Linked DNA regions of Mus musculus: regions 1, 2, 3, 4, 5 and 7 are each linked to region 6. The links are chromatin contacts, called in public HiChIP or PLAC-seq and promoter capture Hi-C maps. All regions are on one chromosome and are shown on one strand. Each heading gives the region's core, a stretch centred on a gene start, on an enhancer-like site or on the middle of the called end of the contact. The rest is flanking DNA. Distances are from core to core; before and after follow the strand shown.

Evidence for each region. Promoter capture Hi-C pulls out the DNA fragments that hold promoters and counts their contacts. HiChIP or PLAC-seq counts read pairs in DNA pulled down with a chosen protein or histone mark.
Region 1: an H3K27ac HiChIP or PLAC-seq map of microglia shows a contact between it and region 6, with 6 times the contacts expected there. The contact joins the promoter of Relt here to the promoter of Rps3 in region 6. A contact is called at or near these places in 3 of 39 promoter capture datasets (liver and pre-B cells), 1 of 115 datasets of contacts at active chromatin or transcription factors (microglia) and 1 of 9 other capture datasets (liver).
Region 2: a contact with region 6 is called in a promoter capture Hi-C map of liver, with 3 times the contacts expected there. The contact joins the promoter of Fam168a here to the promoter of Rps3 in region 6. A contact is called at or near these places in 9 of 39 promoter capture datasets (the 3T3-L1 cell line, the C10 cell line, cranial neural crest and 5 more) and 1 of 9 other capture datasets (liver).
Region 3: a contact with region 6 is called in a promoter capture Hi-C map of pre-B cells, with 2.4 times the contacts expected there. The contact joins the promoter of Clns1a here to the promoter of Rps3 in region 6. A contact is called at or near these places in 2 of 39 promoter capture datasets (liver and pre-B cells).
Region 4: a promoter capture Hi-C map of pre-B cells shows a contact between it and region 6, with 2.4 times the contacts expected there. The contact joins the promoter of Rsf1 here to the promoter of Rps3 in region 6. A contact is called at or near these places in 2 of 39 promoter capture datasets (liver and pre-B cells).
Region 5: a promoter capture Hi-C map of pre-B cells shows a contact between it and region 6, with 2.2 times the contacts expected there. The contact joins the promoter of Capn5 here to the promoter of Rps3 in region 6. A contact is called at or near these places in 3 of 39 promoter capture datasets (the C10 cell line, liver and pre-B cells).
Region 7: a promoter capture Hi-C map of pre-B cells shows a contact between it and region 6, with 2.1 times the contacts expected there. The contact joins the promoter of Acer3 here to the promoter of Rps3 in region 6. A contact is called at or near these places in 3 of 39 promoter capture datasets (the C10 cell line, erythroid cells and pre-B cells).

What each region holds. Positions count from the first base shown.
Region 1 is chr7:100,861,951-100,864,893 of GRCm38.p6, forward strand. Relt (RELT tumor necrosis factor receptor) reads right to left here and starts at 1,463. Exons shown (of 11, transcript NM_177073.6): 1 at 1,344-1,463.
Region 2 is chr7:100,705,340-100,708,039 of GRCm38.p6, forward strand. Fam168a (family with sequence similarity 168, member A) reads left to right here and starts at 1,296. Exons shown (of 9, transcript NM_001362169.1): 1 at 1,296-1,554.
Region 3 is chr7:97,695,263-97,698,203 of GRCm38.p6, forward strand. Clns1a (chloride channel, nucleotide-sensitive, 1A) reads left to right here and starts at 1,395. Exons shown (of 7, transcript NM_023671.2): 1 at 1,395-1,607. The coding sequence starts at 1,468. It overlaps Rsf1os2 (remodeling and spacing factor 1, opposite strand 2), which reads right to left and starts at 1,205. Exons shown (of 3, transcript NR_154552.1): 1 at 850-1,205.
Region 4 is chr7:97,578,424-97,581,174 of GRCm38.p6, forward strand. Rsf1 (remodeling and spacing factor 1) reads left to right here and starts at 1,473. Exons shown (of 16, transcript NM_001081267.2): 1 at 1,473-1,682. The coding sequence starts at 1,481. Aamdc (adipogenesis associated Mth938 domain containing) reads right to left here and starts at 1,074. Exons shown (of 5, transcript NM_001177945.1): 1 at 943-1,074.
Region 5 is chr7:98,176,890-98,179,671 of GRCm38.p6, forward strand. It overlaps Capn5 (calpain 5), which reads right to left and starts at 1,385. Exons shown (of 13, transcript NM_007602.4): 1 at 1,155-1,385. Gm16938 (predicted gene, 16938) reads left to right here and starts at 305. Exons shown (of 3, transcript NR_045972.1): 1 at 305-599; 2 at 2,436-2,521.
Region 6 is chr7:99,482,343-99,485,042 of GRCm38.p6, forward strand. It overlaps Rps3 (ribosomal protein S3), which reads right to left and starts at 1,367. Exons shown (of 7, transcript NM_012052.2): 1 at 1,250-1,367; 2 at 228-358; 3 at 1-12. The coding sequence starts at 1,279. Snord15a (small nucleolar RNA, C/D box 15A) reads right to left here and starts at 590; the gene lies at 443-590.
Region 7 is chr7:98,308,043-98,311,159 of GRCm38.p6, forward strand. It overlaps Acer3 (alkaline ceramidase 3), which reads right to left and starts at 1,500. Exons shown (of 11, transcript NM_025408.3): 1 at 1,306-1,500. The coding sequence starts at 1,408.

The sequences.
Region 1 (2,943 bases), core at 213-2,712, 1.4 Mb after region 6:
GGATTGAGGTTTCAGTATCTAAAGGGCCAGTGGCTTTTGAGTGGGAGCCTGACATCTTCTTGACCAACTGTGAGCAAGACTGTTTCCAACTGTTCACCAACACATGGGAACCTTGGACCACTCCATTGTGTCACAAGCAGACGCCTGCCCCCACCCCCACTGCAGTCTTTCTGTCTGGAGGGGAGAGGAGAATGGAGAAGACTGACCCAAAAACAATAGAGGATCCCAAAGTGATGATTCACAGGCTATTCACACCTCTCTGCAGACTGGGAGACTGAGGCTTAGCAGGGGTAGATCTGATCACAAAACAGAATACACAGTGCCTTGCTAGATGTTGGGGACTTCAGTGTGTGTGTGTGTGTGTGTGTGTGTGTGTGTGTGTGTGTGTGAGCGTGGAGTGGAGTGGAGACTGAGACCACCTCAGGTCTTCTCTGTGCCAGAGGGGCTAGCCCACCCAATTCTGGCTTCCTCTGCTAGGTCATGTCTGCGTGCAAACTCACTAAACTGAACTCTAAGGGTGTCTTGGAGAGAGATCTTTATTCCCTAGACTCCTGATCTTCCTTGGCCCCTCAAACACTGGAAGGTGTCAGGTTCCTCCTTGTCTTACTCTATCCTAGGCAGGCAGGCAGGCAGACAGTCTCTCTCTCTCTCTCTCTCTCTCTCTCTCTCTCTCTCTCTCTCTCTCTCTCTCCTCCCTCCCCCCCCACCCCGTCCCACATGCACCCTATGACCCCGTGATTCAGGGCTTGCTTAAGTTATTTAGGGTTCCTCTGTTCTACCTTATACTCACAACTAGCCCGGGTCACACTACAGGCCGGCCACACACAGTGACCCCAGTGACCTGGGGTCTCTCACATACACAATCACACACACTCTGCCTGCCTCACACACAGAGCCCCTCTGTGTCGCCCGCTAGGCTCGGCGTCACCGCCCAGTGTCCCAGCCACACGTTCGCCCGGGCCAGGCCGCCTCATGCGCCGTGTCACCCACAGTCACTGGCTGACACCGTTCAGAACACCCCCCCCCTTCCCGGCCGCCCCGCGCTGCAGCCGCACCGAGGCGCCGCCGTCCCGTCCCGCAGCCGGCCTTTGGTGTCAGTCCAAGTTTCCCGGGCTCCCCCGACCCCTTGCACGCCAAGTTCCGCTGCTTCCTCTCGCGCACCTTCTGACAGACTGCGCCGCGCGCGGTGCCGGGAGGACGCGCAGCCCGGGGGCTCCGGGACGCGTAGACAGCACCAGGATGGGACGGGACTGGGCAGGAGAGCGGGGCTGACGCATCCGCCGCTCAGGAGAACTTCCTCGGAGCAGCGGAGCGGGGCTGAGGGCCGTGCGCACCCTCCTTACCTGGCCCGCAGCACCAGCTTCGCTCAGCGTCCGACGCGGCGCCGGGGCCCCGCTAGGCGAGCGCTCGGGGCCGGCCGCGCAGCCTGCGCGCCTTTTGAATGAATCGCCGGCCTGGCCGGGAAGCTGCGCGGCCCCTCCCCTCGCGTCACGGCTTCTGGCCCCGCCCCCGACGTCAGAGCTCCGACTTGCGGCCCCTAACCCCGAGCCCCTCTGCGGGCCAAGGGCTCACGATTCTCCCGCCAGGCCACGCTGCTCCGCATCGCCACCTCTTGAGCCTCCTAGGAACTGCAGGGGCTACGACTAGGATGTTCTTCAGATGCATCCCTTGGGGCGCATCAGGGAGGCGCGGCCGTGTGTGTGTGTGTGTGTGTGTGTGTGTGTGTGTGTGTGTGTGTGTGTGTGTGTGTGTGTGTGTGTGTGTGTGTGTGTGTGTGTGTGTGTGTGTGTGTGTGTGTGTGTGTGTGTATGTGTGGTGTGTGTGTGTGTGTGTGTGCGCATGCATCCCTTGGGGCGCATCAGGGAGGCGCGGCCGTGTGTGTGTGTGTGTGTGTGTGTGTGTGTGTGTGTGTGTGTGTGTATGTGTGGTGTGTGTGTGTGTGTGTGTGCGCGCGCGTGCGGGCGTGTGTGTGTGTGTGTGTGTGTGTGTGGTGTGTGTGTGTGTGTGCGCGCGCGCGTGCGGGCGTGTGTGTGTGTGTGTGTGTGTGTGTGTGTGTGCTCCGAACCAAGAAATCTGGGCTTGTGTGATGCAGCGAAAAGGTGCTTGAGACATGAATGCTACTCAGATCCTGTCACCATTGCCTGTGTAACTAGGGCCACAGCTGCCACTGCCTGGGAATAGTCTTTGGAATTGGTTGTGGGTAAGAGCACCCTCAGTGTCTTGGATGAGACCCAAGCTGGTTTCTAGAATCCCCCACCTAGCTAATAAGAGAGACTATAAGGAATGCTCACCTGGTGAATTCCTTTGGAACCTGGCCTAAATACCCCTTCCTTCAGGGTAGCTGGTTCCTCCCCCAAGTAGGTATGACAATGACAATCCTCTCCCCTAACACCAGCGGTCCCACTCTTCTATCACCAATGCCAGCCATCGCAGTGTCCAGTGGAGGACAGGAGAAGTAACGGACTGGGAGGCCAGGATTTGGGAGGCAGAGGCAGGAAGCTCCTGAGTTCCAAGCCAGCCTGGGCTACATATGGAGACATTGTTTCACAAGCAAGCAAACACAAAAAGAGTGACCAACACTATGAGACATCGTTGTAGAAGCCAGGCAGTAAGTAACCATTGCACTCTTGCAATGGTTATAAACTGGGCCCGTGTGTGGTATGGTGCGGTGGTAGTAGCAGTAGTGGTGCGGTGGCACTAGCAGTAGCACATCTCAGCTCCCACAGCCTTCTCTTCCGTTACCTTCCCACTCCCCCAGCATCATTCAAAGAATCTAAGGTGGCCAGGAGAGCAGGATGAGATGAAACTCGGACAGCACAGAGGAGCCCAGTGCGGGAGACAGAGGCCTGGCTGGAATCAGGATAATCACAGCTCACGGAAGAGGTTGAGGAAGTAAATATGTCTGTTGGGAATGGGTGGGCTGGTAAACAAATTAAGTCATAG
Region 2 (2,700 bases), core at 46-2,545, 1.2 Mb after region 6:
TGGGATTTACAGAAAGGTAGACACACAGTCCTGAAACACTGTTTAGGTAAACAAGACCCAAGGAAAGTTTGTAGGTGGGAAATCAAGAGGTTGTTGTATTTGGAATATCTATAGCTGTATCTGTGTGTGTGCGTGCAAGCATGTGTGTGTGTGTGTGTGTGTGTGTGTGTGTGTGTATGCATATGAAATAACCTTTTATGTTTAAAAAACGGTGTGTGCTTCCTTAAACAATTCAGACAGTATAAAAGATAAGAGGAACCTGAAACCTAACAATTCTTTCTTTAAGATAATCACTGATAACATTTTGGAGAATCTCTTCACTGAAATCTTTACGCTTTTATATCCTCGAACTTCAAATAAATCGAACCTGTCTAATCTTGCTGTTTTTGCTATCAATTTGCCCCTCTGACAAGAAATTGTGAAAAGCCTTTCATGTCTAAAGATATTTACCATCATTTTAAATGGCTGCTTAGCATTACGTTGAATACATACATCACTATTTATTAAATCAGCCCTCTATTGATGAATATCTACATCCTTCTCAACTCATATTCAACAACCTCCTATAATAACCGTGGGCATTGTTTTCCAAAAATTTTTGATAATCTTTTTAGATTAAATACTTATAAGTAATGTAAATGTAAACAAATGTGCTTTTTACATGAGGATTTAAGTTGCAGACTTGTCCTCTGATTTTCAGGGATGCCAGGGAAGCTGATGCAGCATTAGTTCTGGCGAGACAGTGACAACGGAGATGGCGAGGAGAGTACAGAATTACAGGTGATGTAGCCAATCTAGGCCCAAGCTCAGTGGGTTGGAATAGTCCTTCCCCTTTTTCTCTCTTTCACTTCTTTTTTTCTTAACATGGAGGAAGGACTGAGAACTGCATGTCCCAGCATTTCGCAAGGACCACACTCCTGGGAACTGTAGTACCGGGTCTGAGAGGGGTCCGGAAGGAGAGAATGGGAAACTGTGTGCGGCATGCTGGGAGGTGTAGTCCCTTGGGCGGAAAAGAGTGCATGTGTAGGTTGTTTTGCTTCATGGAGATGAGGCTGCGGAAATATCCAACTTCCCTCCCAAGAGGCCTTTGAGTTTACAAAAGCCCGTGGGAGTCCATTGTCTGTGACCCAAGAGGGTGCGGTCCAGGACCGGAGCAGGGTTGGGAGAACCAGGCCGCGCAGGGCCGTGGCAGAGCATGCCGGGAGTTGTAGTTCAAGAGCTCGGAGGCTGTGGGACGTGTCGGGACAGCGCGCCGACTCCTCCTCCCCCGCCCTTCTCAGCGGTCCCCCGCCCCCTCCCTCCGCCTCCTCCTCTCTTGCCTGCAGCCGAGCGTCCCCTTCCCCCACTGTCGGGTTTCTCCGCGGCTACTGCAGAGGATTCAGATCTGAGTAGCTGAGGAGAAGGAGGAGGAGGCTCCCGTCCCTGCGCGCCATCCACCACCCTACTGGACACGGACGAGGGAACGAGAGCGTCGCCGCTGTAGCCTCCAGAGAAGACAAGGGCATCGCCGCTTCAGTTGCGGCCGCCGCGGTTTTCGTCTGCAGCAGCTCGCCGGTGAGGAGACCCCCCCTCCGCCCCCCGGCCCGCTCCCGTGGAGCCAGGGCTGGTGGCGCCGGGGAGAACGAGGGTGGGGGCTGTAGGGCCCCCGCGCCGGCTTGGGGGAGGGGACCGAGGTGGCGATGGAACGGCGGGCTGGTGGGGGAGACTTGTCCGTACGCGGGCTGGGAGTGGGGTGAGGGTGGGACAGCAGCAGGTCAGGGAGGGTAGCGGAGGGGGGTGAGGGGGTAGGACTTTACATGGAGGGATAACCAGACCAGGGATAGGAGCATGGGGTGTGTAGGGTATTGAGGTGGAATTTGGGATTGTCTTGGGGCGAGGTGGAAGGTGAGATTGGAGTGGGATGTCTTTTAATGGGGGATGGGACTGAATGAAGGTGATGATTTGGGGTTGGCCTGAAGCAGTTGACAGCTTGTGATCAGAGCGGGGTGGGGGCTAAGGAGATGATTTCAATGCCAGTGGGATATAAACGTTGGATGGGACTCTAGGGAGTGCTAATTTTGGAAGGTGGGACTTGGGGTGGACCTGGGGAAGGAAGATGGAGATGGTAGGAGCTGGGGGTGAGGGCTTTGGCATGGGTTGAGACCCCAGCTTGAAATGGGCTGTTGTCTTCTGGGGATGATGGAATTTGTGAATACTTACGGAAATAGGGCTTGGAGAGAACAGAAGAGGTAGGAATTGTTTGGGGTTTTCTTGAGGTAGGCTGCTGCTGGAGGTTTGAATTTGGACTGGTAGTGATGAGACCTCCAACTACAGGAGATGGATGGATGAGGTAAGCTGACAGGAGGGAGTGAATTGTAAGTTGGGCCCCAAATAGGAAGACAGGGATTGAAATTGGGGATGAGGGCTCAGTGGAAAAGGATTTAGGATGAGTTTAGAGTCTCTGGAAGGAACAAGGTGGCTCCCCTGAGCGGAAGTTGGAGGTAGAGGATATGTCAGACTACTCAGCTGGACTCAACTAAAATAATTCTGGCAGGTGTCGAGCAAGGTTAGTGGATGGTATCATAAAGAAAATGTCTCTCTGCCAGTTTTGCAGAAGAAATGTCTGTGATAAGCTGGTTACCTGTGGTGAGGTGGCAGCGGGGATGGAGTGGGTCAGTTTATTTAGGAAAGGAAGGATTAAGATGTCCTCCAAGACACACC
Region 3 (2,941 bases), core at 145-2,644, 1.8 Mb before region 6:
ATCTATATCCACATGACGAGGATTTTAACCTTCAGAGAGTTCTAGAATCTTTTCTCATCCCCTCCCTTACTCCACTCCCACCTTCTCATTCCTGTTCAGGGGACCTGCCTCCTAGTCTCACTAACAACAAACTAAATTTTAAAACGTAACACTTGGAACTGACTGGAGACATGGGTCAGCTTGTGAGACTGCCTAATGCCTTTGCAGATAGGGTCACTGCGCCCAGGCAGGGTGGCTCACACCTGACTGTATGTAGGTAGGTATATACATATATGTGAGGAAAAAAATCTTTAGATTCCTCTGTTGAAAAGAATCCAAAGGGAAAAAAGGAGGAAGAAGAGAAAGAAAGATAAAACTGCTATCACATCCTCCATGTATGTTATCCAACCTAAACAGCCTTAGCCCCATAGATATTACAATTCTACAGCCAAAAAAAGTGGAGTCTAGAGGTCAACTGACTGAATTCCATCCACCAACTCTAGCTTGTGAGTTTAATGCCTCAGGTCCCATCTGTTAAAGTGGGTAATAGAAAATGTGTTCATATTGTGTATCATAAAGAAAAAAATTAATTGAGCAAGTGTGGTGATGGGTGCTCATAGTAGTACCAGTAAACTGGAGTTCGGTGCAAATCGATTATGTATTGGAAGCCAGCCTGGGATACTTAAAGAAGCCCTGTCTCAAAAACCACGAAGGAATCCATGAAGAAATATAAGAGGTAAAGTCCGTATGCTGTGTGGTCTATAGGTCTCTGTTATGGGTTTCTATTCACCAAACCTGTAGGTTTTCACTGCTCTTATTCACTGGGACCTAGCGAACAGGGAAGGCAAGGGTTCCTAACCAGTGGCCTACCTTTCCCTCGGGCAGTCTTTTGACTGTCTTGCTGCGCACTGTCCATCATTAATGTAACCTTTTCGTGCTCGTGGCATGACTCGTGGGGATGGGGCGCTCGATCTCTCCGGCGACGTGGGGACTAAGAGGTCTGGTAAATGGCTGTGTGAACCCAAGGAGAACAGGCCTGACGAGGCGGAAGCAGGGTAGACTCGTGCACCCAGCCGGGAGACTTGGGATCTCCAGATGCGTGTGGATTTTATTTCTGTGAGTCCTCCTTCGGCGAGGGACTCCTGGGGCCTGGGTCCCTTCCCGCTTTTTGTTGGGAAAGGCTTGGTATTCCTTATACATCCTCTCTCGGGGTTTGCTCCTATGACCTTCAAAGAGAACCACATAGAAAACACTCGATTATTCTAAGCATCCTTAGAGGAGCGGGAAAGGGGAACCGATGCCACGTGACAAAAGCCAGCCGGCTCGCTGCGGACCTCTGAGTTGCCTAGAACATCCCGTCTCTATGGTCAACCGCATGCTAAGGCCCTCGCTGAGAAAGTTGTTCTTCCGGGCTACGACTACTGCTTCCGGGGCAGCTCCGTGCGAGCCGCGATTGCGGTACTCGCCTCTCTCGGTTCGCGTGGAGCGATGCTTTCCCCGGCAATGAGCTTCCTCAAAAGCTTCCCGCCGCCTGGGTCGGCCGACGGGCTCCGGCTGCAGCAGCCAGACACCGAGGCTGTGCTGAACGGGAAGGGGCTCGGCACCGGCACGCTTTACATCGCGGAGAGGTAAGGTTGGGGGGCGCCGACCAGCCGGCCGGCGCTATTGTGCGGGCAGGGTGGGATTGTCCCCTCCCGAGCTCGGCTGGTTCTGTCCCCTAGCCCGCGTTTCTCCCTAACGACCTGTGCGAACCGGCCTGTCTCCTGCAAGCCTGGCGCGTGGTCACGTTGAGTTTTGAGTCTGCAGAGCCTCGGTTAGTTTTTCCGTGGGCCTAGCTTTCGGAATGGTCGTGTCAACTAGACGATTTCCCTGCGTGGAATATGTAGCTCAGATTGTGACGGGTTACGACGTTTGGTTAATGAGCTGGGATGTTCTGCTTCAAGTGTGTGTGTTTGTGGGGGCTGGGGGGAAGGACCATCTTCAGGCCCACGCAGGGCGGAGTCACAACCAGCCGAACCCGACTCCTGGATGTGCAGGTCCTGGAAGGAATTCTTCTATTTCACTACCTGCAGGATTCAGTACTTTCACAATAACATAGACATGCCACTAAAATACACACTACATACACGCTCATACCCTCCTACCCCCACCCCATACCTTCCTGTTCACCCGCCCTCCCTCCCCATTTCTTTCCTTTCCCTTCCTCCCTCCTTTCCCCCCTCTTTCTTTCATTCTTTCTTTCTCTTCTCATTCTTTCCTGTCTTTCAGAGTCTCTGGTTTACCTTTTGCTATATTCTATTTGTTGGCCACAAAGGAAATCCTCTGCTTTTAAGAGCTCGAGTTATAACATTGCTCCTGCCTAGAAAATCCAGGCTATCTCGTTTATTTCACCATCAGTAGATTAGTAATCTTAATTACATTCAAAGTCCCTTCTTTCATGGCACTGGAAAACAAATCTCTTGGGGACCAAGATTATGCCTACTACAGAGCCCAGGGTATAAACGTGTAAAGAGCTATTTGTTCAGAGAACAGTGTGGATAGTGGGACTGGGTGTTTAGACACCGACTAGAAATACAAATGTGGGTGGGTGCGCAGTTTGGTTGGTATATGTGTTTGGAGTAGCCATGAGGGAGAAAGAAAAGGGATGGGAGGGAAGAAGTTGTGAGATTCATTCATTCATTCATTCATTCTGTAAGTTCTGTTACTCTAGAGAACCCTGACTAATACACATGGGCAAATAAAATGGATCTTGTCAAAGTTAGGAATATATCTGTGTTCCACCACTCCACATGCAGAAGAAATTGTGGAGATCACCAAAGATCTTACTGCTTATACCCAGCAGATGTTTTCCAGTTTACAGTCTATTTCTTCCATTCCTTCTCTCTCCTAAGTCTTCTTTCAAAAGACTTGAAGACTCTTGAAGCATGTGTCTCTCTAAGGTACTTTCCCTGGCCTCTCTTCT
Region 4 (2,751 bases), core at 223-2,722, 1.9 Mb before region 6:
AACTCCCAGCTTTCTAAGTAGAATCCTAGCTCACCCTCTAGACCTTGGCCAACTTAGAGCCTGAGCTGAGCCCAGAGTCTTCTTAGCATCTTAGTTCCCGAGTAGAGAGTGGTTCCTCAGATTTGGTCACCCAGCAGAGGCAATTCCTCATTAGTGATCCACAGAGTACCTTAGGCCCTGGTCCACCGGTTCCATCTGGCAAGGAAGCTCTTTAAACAGGACAGTAAAACAACTCAAAACAGCTTCAGGAAGTCCCTGAAACTAACCAGATTCATTAGGTCTCTCTCTGTCAGAGCAAACAGTAAAAGGTGATCGTCTCTCTCAAACTAAAGGAAGTTGAGCTGAAAAAAAAAAAAAAAAAGCCTCTCAGACAAGCTGCACTGCAAAGAAGACTCTGAGATGGGACCAGCTGCCTGGGAGGAGCAGAAGCCAGCTGAGCTGCCTGGAAGAGGTTCAGACCAGAGTCACTTGGAAAGGACATGCCAACGCAGTGAGCTGCCTGCAGGCTGTGCAGTTTTTATAATCTGTCACCCATGCTGGGGTGGGCCCTGGGGTCGCAGCTGTCTCTGAGTCATTCCTGCTCCTGTAAGTGACCCCTTATCCATGCTCCTGTTAAAATAAAACGCATTGGTTCGCCAAGTTGGACTTTGGTGTTATCTGTACTTCGGTCTGTCGGTGGGAGCTCTGTCTGGGGTGAGATGTGTTTACCGTCCCCCCAGGAAAAGTTTGGTCACACAACACTCAGGAGAGGGCAACACCCCTCAGCAAACTTTCTGAGACTTCTCTCCAGGGTCCCGCGCCAAGCCACAACCGCACCTTTCCTTCTCCTAACCTCTCTCCTCCCTGCCATTCTCTTTTGCTGCATCTTGGTGTCTCTCTTCAACTCCCTCTCTGTCTCTCTCTCTTGGTCGTCTCCGTTCCCAGATCCCGCAGAAAACTCACGCAGCGCTTCTGTTCGCGGTTGTTCCTCCAGTCGGATCCGTGCTTCACCTTTCCCTGCAGCTAGCCGAGGGACTCTGAGCCACAGCGGTTCAGCCACCAGGCCTGGAATTCGCCTTCAGCCGGCCCACACCCGAAGCTCCGCCCCCTCCCCCCATTGGCTATCGTTCTTAGAAAGTCCCGCCCCCAACCTCTCCGCCCCGCTTCCCTTGTTTTCATTCCCCCTGTCACACGAGGCAGTAGCGACCCCGAAGTGGGAGGGAAGAAGTCGGAGCCTTGAAGTCGTAGAGGGAAGGGGACGGGAAGAGGGCGGAAAGTGAAGGGCCCAGAGTGCCTCTCTGTCCCCGATCTAACTCAGTTCTCGACTGCTCCGGGCCGGCGTGGTATTGTGGGATCGCGGCGCCTGGCGCGAGACGCTCGCCGCCGCAGGGGCGTCCACTCGAGAGCGCCTCCTGTCGTCCGTAAAGCTACCCTGCCATCCCTCGGTCCCCCCAACTCCTCCCGCCCCCCCATCCCCTCCTCCTCCATCCTCCAGTTCAAAATGGCGGCGGCGGCGGCGGCGGCGGCGGCGGCAGCGGCAGCGGCGATGGCTCCTCCGGGCTGCCCGGGTTCGTGCCCCAACTTCGCCGTAGTCTGCTCCTTCTTGGAACGCTACGGGCCGCTGCTGGACCTGCCCGAGTTGCCGTTCCCAGAGCTGGAGCGGGTGCTGCAGGCGCCGCCGCCAGACATCGGCAACGGAGAAGGTAAGCGATCGGCCCGAAAGCCCGGCGGGAAGCGGCCCTGGCGCGCTTTAGCTCTCCATAGATACCCTGGGGCTCTGCGGCCGTCCCTCGCCAGGGATTGGCCTCCGCGGAGTCCCTACTCCTCGTAGCCCGGGGGTTCCTGGGTGCTGGGGAGGCGGGGCGGAGGCCCCCTAGGGCCACCGTGCCCCGCGGGGACGGAGGTGGGGGCGTCGCGGACCGGGTGTGGGCTAGGGCCCAGGAGGGGGTATTGTGCCGGCCTGACGCTCTGGGGCCGGGTCCCCCGCGCCGGTGTTGCCTCCAGTTCTTACCCCTTTAGGTGGCGGGGGAAGGGGAGCGCAGGTTCCGGCCAGCTTTGCGCTTTTCTCTTCCCCTCCTCCCACCAATCCGCCCCACCGTCTCCCGGGAGGCTGGGCCCATCTTCTCTCGGCGCCCCCTCTGCTCACTCCACCTGAGTGGGCGGGGGCCCGCGGACACTCCGCTCTCCCGGTGGTGGGAACTCCCCCGAGAGAGTCGGCTCCTGCCTTTTCCCGTCCCCTGGAGGGCTGGTCTAGCCCCCCAAACTCCTTCCTCCTTGGGAGATCTGAGTCTATGACCAGAGAGGGGGCTTCCCCCCTATTCTCGCGTAGGAAGGGGAAATGAACTCGGCCCAGCTTCTCCGCTCTGGGTAGGAGAGGGTTAATATCTCCTCCTCCATAGTTTTTCTCCTCACCACCTCCCCCAAAATAATAGAAAAGCATCTCTCCACTTTTCTCTATCCCTTCCCCCTATCTCAGCTACAGGGCTTAAGGGAAGAAGTCACTCTTCCATTTGCTGGCTGGGGTGGGGTGGTTAGTCTGTAGGCTGGAGGAGGGGCTCAGATGGCTGGGGAAACAGTTGAAGAAGGTGCTTGTTGCTCATGTTTCTCTCTGGTGCCGCTGGTCTATTATTGGTGTTCGCAAGTGGTGCTCCTTCCACATAAGGCCACCGCGCGGGTTCAGGGCGCATGCTCTGCCCGGCCCCATTGAAACTTCCTGCTGCTGCTGCTGGTCGTGGTTCTTTTGCTGGAGCATCTCAGCGCTGTGTTTGCTGC
Region 5 (2,782 bases), core at 135-2,634, 1.3 Mb before region 6:
ATCCTCTCAGTGGGAAGAGAAGCCTCTTAGGTTAGGCTCCACCCAGGCTTCAGCTCTGACCCAGCCTAGGGCAGTAGCAGCAGCTGGGCCCACCACACCCGACCCCCCCTGGTCTTCTTCACCTCCACCCAAAACACTAAGCCTGCAGCAAGGACCAGCAAGGATCCAGGGAGGCCTCAACCTCCCTTGCACAGCAGAGCTTCCCAGGAAGATCTCCCTGAACACTTAGCTGCCCTGGGCATTGGCTGAGTGTTCCACCCTCTGGCACAGAGGAGATCAAGGCTTGTGTCTTGGGATCCTGGGTGCCAGTTCTGGCTGGGTCACCTTAGAGAGAGGCTGCCTTCCCTTCTGCTGCTGGGGCTCATCTGTGTGAAGTCTGGGGCTGACTCTCACCACAGGAAAGACTGCCAGGGCAAATGAGCACCTGTTATTGCTCTTCAGCCCCACTCCACCCCTGGGCCCCCTTAGGGGGACCTTTCCTACACTCCCCACCCCCAATCCTGACAGCTGGAGATAGGATCAATCCTGAATTGTCTCCGAAAAAAGCCAGTTTCTGCCAGACCCGCCTTGCTCCCAGTGCCACACACCCAGCCCTGAAGGTAAGGAAGAGCCCCCCCCCCCACCCCCATTCAACTAGGGGATTGTGGCCAAGAAGGGGTGAAGGGTCATCTACCTGGGATCTTTGGTCTCATGGTCTCATGCCTACTCCAAACCATGGGATGTGGACATCTAGAAAGGTTAGAAGGTTTAATGGGTTGAGGAGCACAGGCGTGAGGACAGGAAAGGGGACCTGTAAGGAAGATTAGAGTCTAGCCCACCAGTGATAAGCACACCCCAGCACTTCTGCACTGGGAACGCGGCCTCAGAACACCCAGGTGGAGGTGAGGTTGATTTCTCACCCAGGGCTGCGGGTGGAGGTAGGGATGAGCTCAGGGGCCCCGGGCATATCTTTGGGGGGTGGGGTGGGGGTGGGGCTCCGCCTCCTAGGCCTGCAGGCCAGCGCTCAACTCCCAGCCCTGAATCCGCGGGATGTACAACCCCTGCTCGGATTCGTGCTCCCAAGGCACGCACTGGCCCGCGCTGCACCTGCACACACACCCAAACGCACACTAATGTGCGCTCGCACACGCCTCCCTCCGCGCAGCGCCTCCTACCTGCCGCGTCGCCGCAGCTGGAGCTGGACTCCCGGGATGCAGAGCACAGTGCGGGCACTGGAGCGGAGGCTAGACCAGCCCGCGCCACAGCCTGGGACTCTGCGGGGAGATGATACCCCGGCAGCCCGCAGGCGGGGGTTGGAACTTGGACCCCCGGGCTTCAGTCTGTCCCGCCCCTCCTCTCAGCCTCCTCCCATTGGAGGCCAGAGGCGTGGTCTCCCGGGGTGGGGCGGGGCGGGGAAAGGGAGGTTGTTGCGCATGCGAACTAGAGAGGCTGTGCCTCCCCCCCCCCACCCCCCTCCCTGAGGCCGCCCGATAGTGCTGGCTCGAAACTGAAAGGGTGGCCCTGACCCAACACTCCTTCAAACCCCACTCCAGTGCTGTCCGCGATAGGAGAGCATCCCGGGACGTTGGCTGCCTACCTCGCCATTGGCCTTGGAGGACCTGCGTGCCCCACTAAGTGCTGGCAGAGAATGTTGGCCGACTTGGGGTATGCATCTTAGCCGGGCTCAGACAGGGCCAAGGCAGGGCAGCTGAGAATGGGAAGACCCAATGAGATGAGAACCACTCCCTTTCCATTTGTATCCAAACACCCATTCCCAAGATTTTAGCTGGAGAAGAGGAATGTAGGCCCTGGTGAGGTGTCCAGAGGGCCCCAGTCAGTTAAGGGAAGCTGGCCCTATCCTGTCCAGACCTGTCCTGTCCTGGGCATTTATCTGCTCTGAGTGTAGACTAAAGCAGCAGGGCCCAGATTTTTGACCCTCTCTGACTGCCTTCAGAATGCCCTGGAATACACCAAGCCTTGGTTTCTTACTCTGTGAAGTGGAAACTGCAATCTCCTCAGGCCAGGCGGTTTGGGGGAATCCCAGGGAGATTTATAGATGACCAGGGCTGGCCAACAGTAGGCTGGGTCACTCTAAGGCCACAGAGACAAAGCTTGTCTGACCTGGTCATACTAGTCGCTCACAGGTCAGAAACTCAGGCCCACTCATCCCTCTAGTTTCCTGGTCTCTGTTAATGATTACCTCAACCTCAGTCATCCGGCCCTCTACCTCACCCCTGTCCCTGGCCACCTAAGTGTAGCTCCATCTGGTTACCTGACTGACCAAATAGTTTCCAACCATGTTGCTGTTCCCCCTACCCACCACCACCCACGCACAATGTTCCAAGACTACTAGGTTCCGCTCTCCATTTACCCTAGTCCTGGCCTATGGCCGCCGGCCTAGGGTTTTTACATTCTTTCCATCCCCACAGAAAAGCTCTTCTATTGCCTCCACACAGCCTCAGCGTGTCTCTGTCCAGAAGCCCTTGGTCCACAAAGCAGATCTGGATCAAGGGCTCACTCCACCAGTTACCGAGAAAGTTCTATATCCTTTAATGGTCTCAGTTTCCTTGTCTGTAAAATGGGCTTTCTAGGAGAAGCACATGGTGATTGTGGAGACAAAAAATGTCAAAAAGGTTCAGTCAAAGTCCTCAAGCAAGGTAGCAAGTAGCATTACCTCTGTCAGGGCACCTCTCAAATCTTCCGAGATAGAGCAGGGGTCATGTCTGGGAAAGTGTGTTCTTCAGCCCACAAAGCCATGGTATCCAGAGAATGCTCTGACTCTCTTCTATAGCTCTGAGTATGG
Region 6 (2,700 bases), core at 117-2,616:
ACATTCTGTGTCCTGTAGAGGGGAAGCGCAACCATTTACTCAAGATCCCACCTGCCGCCCACCACAACGCCAGCACACACGTTAAATGGAAGGTAAGTTCTTCCCAAATGCAGTTCTAACAAAGCAGTTACACCCACTGAGGCCAGATTTACTGCTTGGTTGGCCCAAGTTTACACAGCATCTCAGTACACACAGTATTTACAGGTGACAATCAATGGTATTTCTACCTGGTGGCTAAAATAATGATTTCTGTCCTGGTTGGTGTAACTCGGACTTCAACTCCAGAGTAGCCATCTTCAGCCAGCTCCCGAGTGAGAAATTCATTCAGCTCAGCTTTGAAGATGCCATCAGCTACAAACTGAACCAAAGGAAACAAGTTACCTCTGAGGTGAAGACAGGGTTAGTCAGAGCAAGCCCAATGGCCCTACAGAAAAGCAGCAACCCTTCTCAGACAAATGCCTCTTGGTCATCTTTAGGAAGTTTCTTTTGACCACAGTGCTTTCAGCTGTGCCACAGAACGCAGCATAGTGAGGCATCTTGGACAAAGACAACACTTCCTACTCAGACTCGTCATCACCTCTTCATCGAAGGGCTCTACGGCATAATCTACACCCAAGAGACAAAGAAAAATCTGTCTCCAAGTAGCACATGTACAGCTGGGACTGTAAGTTGTACCTCGGATAGGAGAGGAATCCTGACTCAAAACAGGTTTATCATCTGTGTGCATAAGCACAAACGACAGACCATCTATTTCTAAACCTGGCAACCTGCACACTTTTCCCCCATGAAATGATAACCACAGGGACGCTGCAGCTCCGGGTCCCGAGTGAACACGGCAGCAGTCAGTAAGTAGGCTTTCAACTATGGCCACTTGCAGGATCACGCGACTAAGAGAAGGGACTGCTAAACTTCACTTACTAAAGAAACTGGACTAGATCTGATGGCACACGCCCTCTAACTGTGCCACAGGATTACTATTATGGAGACCAAGAAACGCTCAAAGGTGTCTAGTCCGGAACTGGAGGCGCCCGGTGTTCGAGTCGGTCCAGAACTCGAGGAGTTTGTCCCTCCCTTGCCCAGGCACACAGCACTCGCCCGGCTCCGGCCCAATACACAATCTACGGCCATCCGAGGCTCGAAGAGACGGCAGGCGGCCCCAGACGCTCCACAGGACTGATCACGGAGCCACAGGCCTCCCTGGCACTTGTAGAACCCGCGGCGGACTCCCGAACCGGGCCCAGACGCTTACCTTCCTCTTCTTGGAAATCTGCACCGCCATCTTGCAGCCGCGCGCCGCTGAAAGGAAAGGAAGTGGCTCGCGGGCGGAAGTAGGTATATAGGGCGGGAGCAATGACGCCGCGCAGCGCGGCGACCCTTGCAAGTGTTCATGGGAAATGAAGTTTTGCATGGGAAATGAAGTTTTGCGTCTAAAACGGCGTAGGGGGGGTGTAACCTAGCAACCTGTAATGTAGGCGGAACAGGAAGTAGACATCTAGTTCCGGTCTGAAAGTGCTCTGTACTCAGCAAGCTTGGGGTTCCAGCACTAACGAAGTAGAGGGTCACAAGTTTAAGGTCATCATTGACTACATAGCGAATTCGAGGCCAGCTTGGCCTTTATGAGTTTCTGACTCAAAAGTAAAAACGTAAATAAATAAAAAATTTGAAAAGAGCAACCTTCAGACTAGAGGTGCAAACCACAGGCATAAGCACACACTAACAGATTTTACCACCTTCACGTTCACGCTAATGAAAACTTTCATTGAAATGTATTTAGAGGACCAGCTGGATGGCTCAGTAAGTTACAGAGTGAGTGGGACAGTAGAAAACCATGGCTGCGTATACATATATGCAAGCATAAAACACATGCGTGCGCACATGCACACAGATTTAATATTATTACAAAGGTAAACCCTGATCCATGAGATGGGCTTATTTGTAGGATTTCTGGTAGTGAGCACCTCCACTAGAACCTGTGGGAAAAAAAAATTTTATTTTTTGGTTGTTTTGTTTTGTTTTGTTTTTCCGAGACAGGAACTTTTTTGACTCGCAGCAGGGTGGAATACCAGCAGCAGGGGCTTGTCAAAATAATAAAGCACCAGGGCTTCGGGGACAGACTGTTGAATAGTATAAATCTAGGCCATAGGACCTTCCCTTCACACAGACCCTGATGTCCACACAAGCAAAAGTTCATTGCCCAGAGGCAGAACCTGCTGATATAACTTGTACTGCAGTGTGTGGCTCACTTCACACTGGAAACACGGGAGTCTGTTTCACCCTGTATTAATCCCACGGAACAAAAGTAAAAACTATTACTTAAACTCTTTTAGACAAATTAAGCAAGTTTTATTTTCTATCAGACAGGGCTATCTCCCTAAAGTGGAGTTTTAAAGAATAGCATCAAACATAGAAGTGGAATTTATATAACTCAAAATTTCTAAGACTAGGTGGTTTCCAAGGGAAGAGAGATTTCCAGGGGAATGTTGGCTACACAGGAACTTGGCAGAACATCTTATCAGGGTGGAAGTCAGGGTATAATGGAGTATGGAACATGTCAAATTCCAGAAAATGGGTTGACGACAGGATCAAACCCAAGTGTTACAGAAAACAGGAATGAACTTATTTTGACCTTGTAACAAGATGGCTTCTAATCATGGGACAGAGTCAGACTGGTCTGTCACCTGATGAAGCTGTTTCTCCATT
Region 7 (3,117 bases), core at 250-2,749, 1.2 Mb before region 6:
CCCTGGCGGTCATGAGCCTCTGGTATTCTTGCCAAAACTGTCTAAAAACTAACAGGCAAAGTGCTTCCTTTGCCAATGTTTGGGTTGCCAAGTAATTACCCTATAAATGATCCCCTTTGCCCATTTTCTCCTTTACTGTATAAAAACTATTTATTTAAACTAGTGGTTCTGACACTCAGCCTAAATCATGGCCTCAAGGGCATGGGACTAACGTCCTGAAAAACTACAAGACTTTCTCATCTGGCCTGAAACTCGTCCTCCAAAAGAACTTAAGTACAGAACGTTAGCTAAGAGTTTTGCCTCACGGCCTAATAAAGTGGATCCATTCAAAAGAAGGCAGTAGCAACCAAAGACTATTCTCTGTTCCTTGCCAGAAACCAAAAAAGGACGTGTTCTCAAAAGCTAACCAAAGCGGATGGAAGAAGTGGCTGATTTCTTTCTTGCCTGGTTGGAATAATTATGTAGAAAACACAAACACACACACACACAAACACACACACCCCGAGAAAACCCTAATCTGGCTAGTAATGCTGGTCTCCAGGAGCAGCAAATCGTGAACTCTAAAAGTGCTTTCATAGAAATAAGTGTCCTCAGATGACCACTAGCCCCTAGAAAGTCTGATAAGCTAGATGCAGTGGGGAAGCAGGGAGAGGTAGTCTCTTGGGAGAGCAGCTGAGGAAAGTAGTGACTAGGTGCTCTGGCTACCACCTCTGGGACAAGAGGAACAGTGATCTCTAGAAGAAGGCAGCGGGTAGGGATGGCAATAGGAGTGAGAATGGGGGTGGAGGCTCCGGCATTGAGAAACGGTAACTGTCTCCTGGAAGTGAGTGGTCTACCGAGAACGGACAGATGAAGGGAAGGCCCCTGAAGAGTATTCCCGGATTGAGGGTGGATGAAGCCAGTGAGCGTCCCCTTCTCTGTGCCCGGCTGGCTGAGGCCGGGTAGCAGCATTCGGGCCCTCCCGGCAGAGACCTCCTCAGCCCCGAGCGACTTCAGGGCGGGCAGTGGCCGGCCTGGCAGCGGCCGCGCTCAGGTAAGAACTCCTATTCCCAGCGGCGCGCCTCACGCTCTCATCCGAGGTCCGGGCGCGGCTCGTACGTCCCTTTCGTCCCCAACCTGAAGGCCCCCAGAAGCCAGTCCAGGCACCACTGGCGGCCACGTCGGCTCCCCGGCTTCCCACGGCCGCGCACGCCTAGCTGCCGCTCGCGGGCCCGGCCTGGAGCCTACCCTCGCCGCCAGGTTCGCCCTCCGCGTTCTCCCACACGTCTCCCCTCGGCGCGCGCCCTCGCCTCAGGCTCCACTCACAGAACTCAGCGACGAACAAGGTCACCACATAGTTCTCCTCACACCAGTCCAATGTGGAGGTCGTGGGGCCCCAATAGCCTTTGCGGTCCACAGCCGGAGCCATCGCGCTGACGCCCCACACACCCTGCTCAGCCGCTCTCGGGCCGGCTCAGGCAAAGCGCGCTCTCCGGCTTCCTCCTCCCTTACCCAAAGGGCAGGGGCGGGGCTAGAGCCGTCACTGAACCTGCCCAGAGGCAGGCCCCGCCCACCGAGCCTCTGGCCCGTCCCGCTCCCTGCCCAGTCCCACCCACCGCTCCCGGGGCAGGCGCAAATGACCCATCCTGATCGTGCGGGGCTGATCTGTAGCTCTTGGACCCTGGGTGGGAATCCGGAGAAGTGGGAGAGGTTGTTATCAGCCAGAGGAGTTAGGGAAAGGGGCGGGGGGAACCCGGCCGACCCCGACGTGAGGGTGAAGTAAGTTGGGAGGCTTCCAGGACCCACTTTTCCGTCAGGATGGGACCAAGCCTCTATTAGTGTGAGGGCAGTCTGTTTTAATTGGGGCAAGAATGAGAAGAAACCTTTCTCTGTCAAGATTAAACTTGCACAATGAGACACCTCAGTGTCTAACTCAGACCACGGACCTCCAACGAGGGAGGAGACTAGTAACAACACCCCCAGGCAGCTCCAGAGATACCCAGGAAGTCATTCTGAGTGAAAGGGACAAGTCAGAATGTACAGAACAAAAACCAGGTATTAGGATCCTTTAAAAGTATACACTGAGGGGCTCCGCTGTTAGGACCGTTGACTGGACTTCCAGAGGTCCTGAGTTCAATTTCCAGCAACCATATGGTGTCTCACAACCATCTGTAATAAGAACCAATGCCCTCTTCTGGTGTGTCTGAAGGCAGCTACAGTGTACCCACATACAACAAATAAATAAATAAATAAATAAATAAGCAAACAAACAAACAAATCTTTTCTTAAAAAAAAAAAAAAACGTGTACACTGAGTAAAGTACTAAAAAGTCTGTGGCTTCCCTTTAGGCCATGCACAGCATTTTCTGCCTCTTTAGTGAGCTTTTCTCCCTTGTCACCTCCACACTGGGCTATTAAAGTCCGTGAGATGGCTCAACGGGTTTGGCTAAAGGCACTTACCATGCAAGCCTGGCAGGCTGAACCTGATCTCAAGAACCCATGTAAAATACAAGGAGAGAACCGACTTCATAAAGTTGCCCCCAGACCTCCGTACAGGCAACATAGCACACGTGTCTACACACACACACACACTGGGGGGGGGGCATAATAATAATAATAATAATAATAATAAGAAGAAGAAGAAGAAGAAGAAGAAGAAGAAGAAGTAAAAACTTAAAAAATAATGGATACATCCTGCTGCCTTTTGTGTTCAGCTCCATCAAACTTTCCCCCTGCTATGAAGATGCCGACTCTCCCACTTTTGTTTAAAATTTTGCTCCTTGAAGACCTCCCTGGCTTTCACACCTGAGAGCCTTTTGTCCTTCCTTCGTATCCCACACTCATGACACCATGAATAGAGACACTTCCCATACTTTGTGAGCCAGCCTGCAAGATTCTGCCTGGCCACACTGTGCAGAACAGGGATATACAATTGTTATTTTCTAAATGAGTCTGGTGAGCTGCAACCAAAGGGGAGGGGGCCAGAGATGTGCATCATTATTCACAATTGGATGTCATTCAAATAGGTTTAGCAGAGGTGAACCATTGAAAGTCAAGGTACATCTGTATTTGCTTTAAATATGTGATATATATATATATATCACATTAGTTAAGCTAGACAGTGGTGGCTCATGCCTTT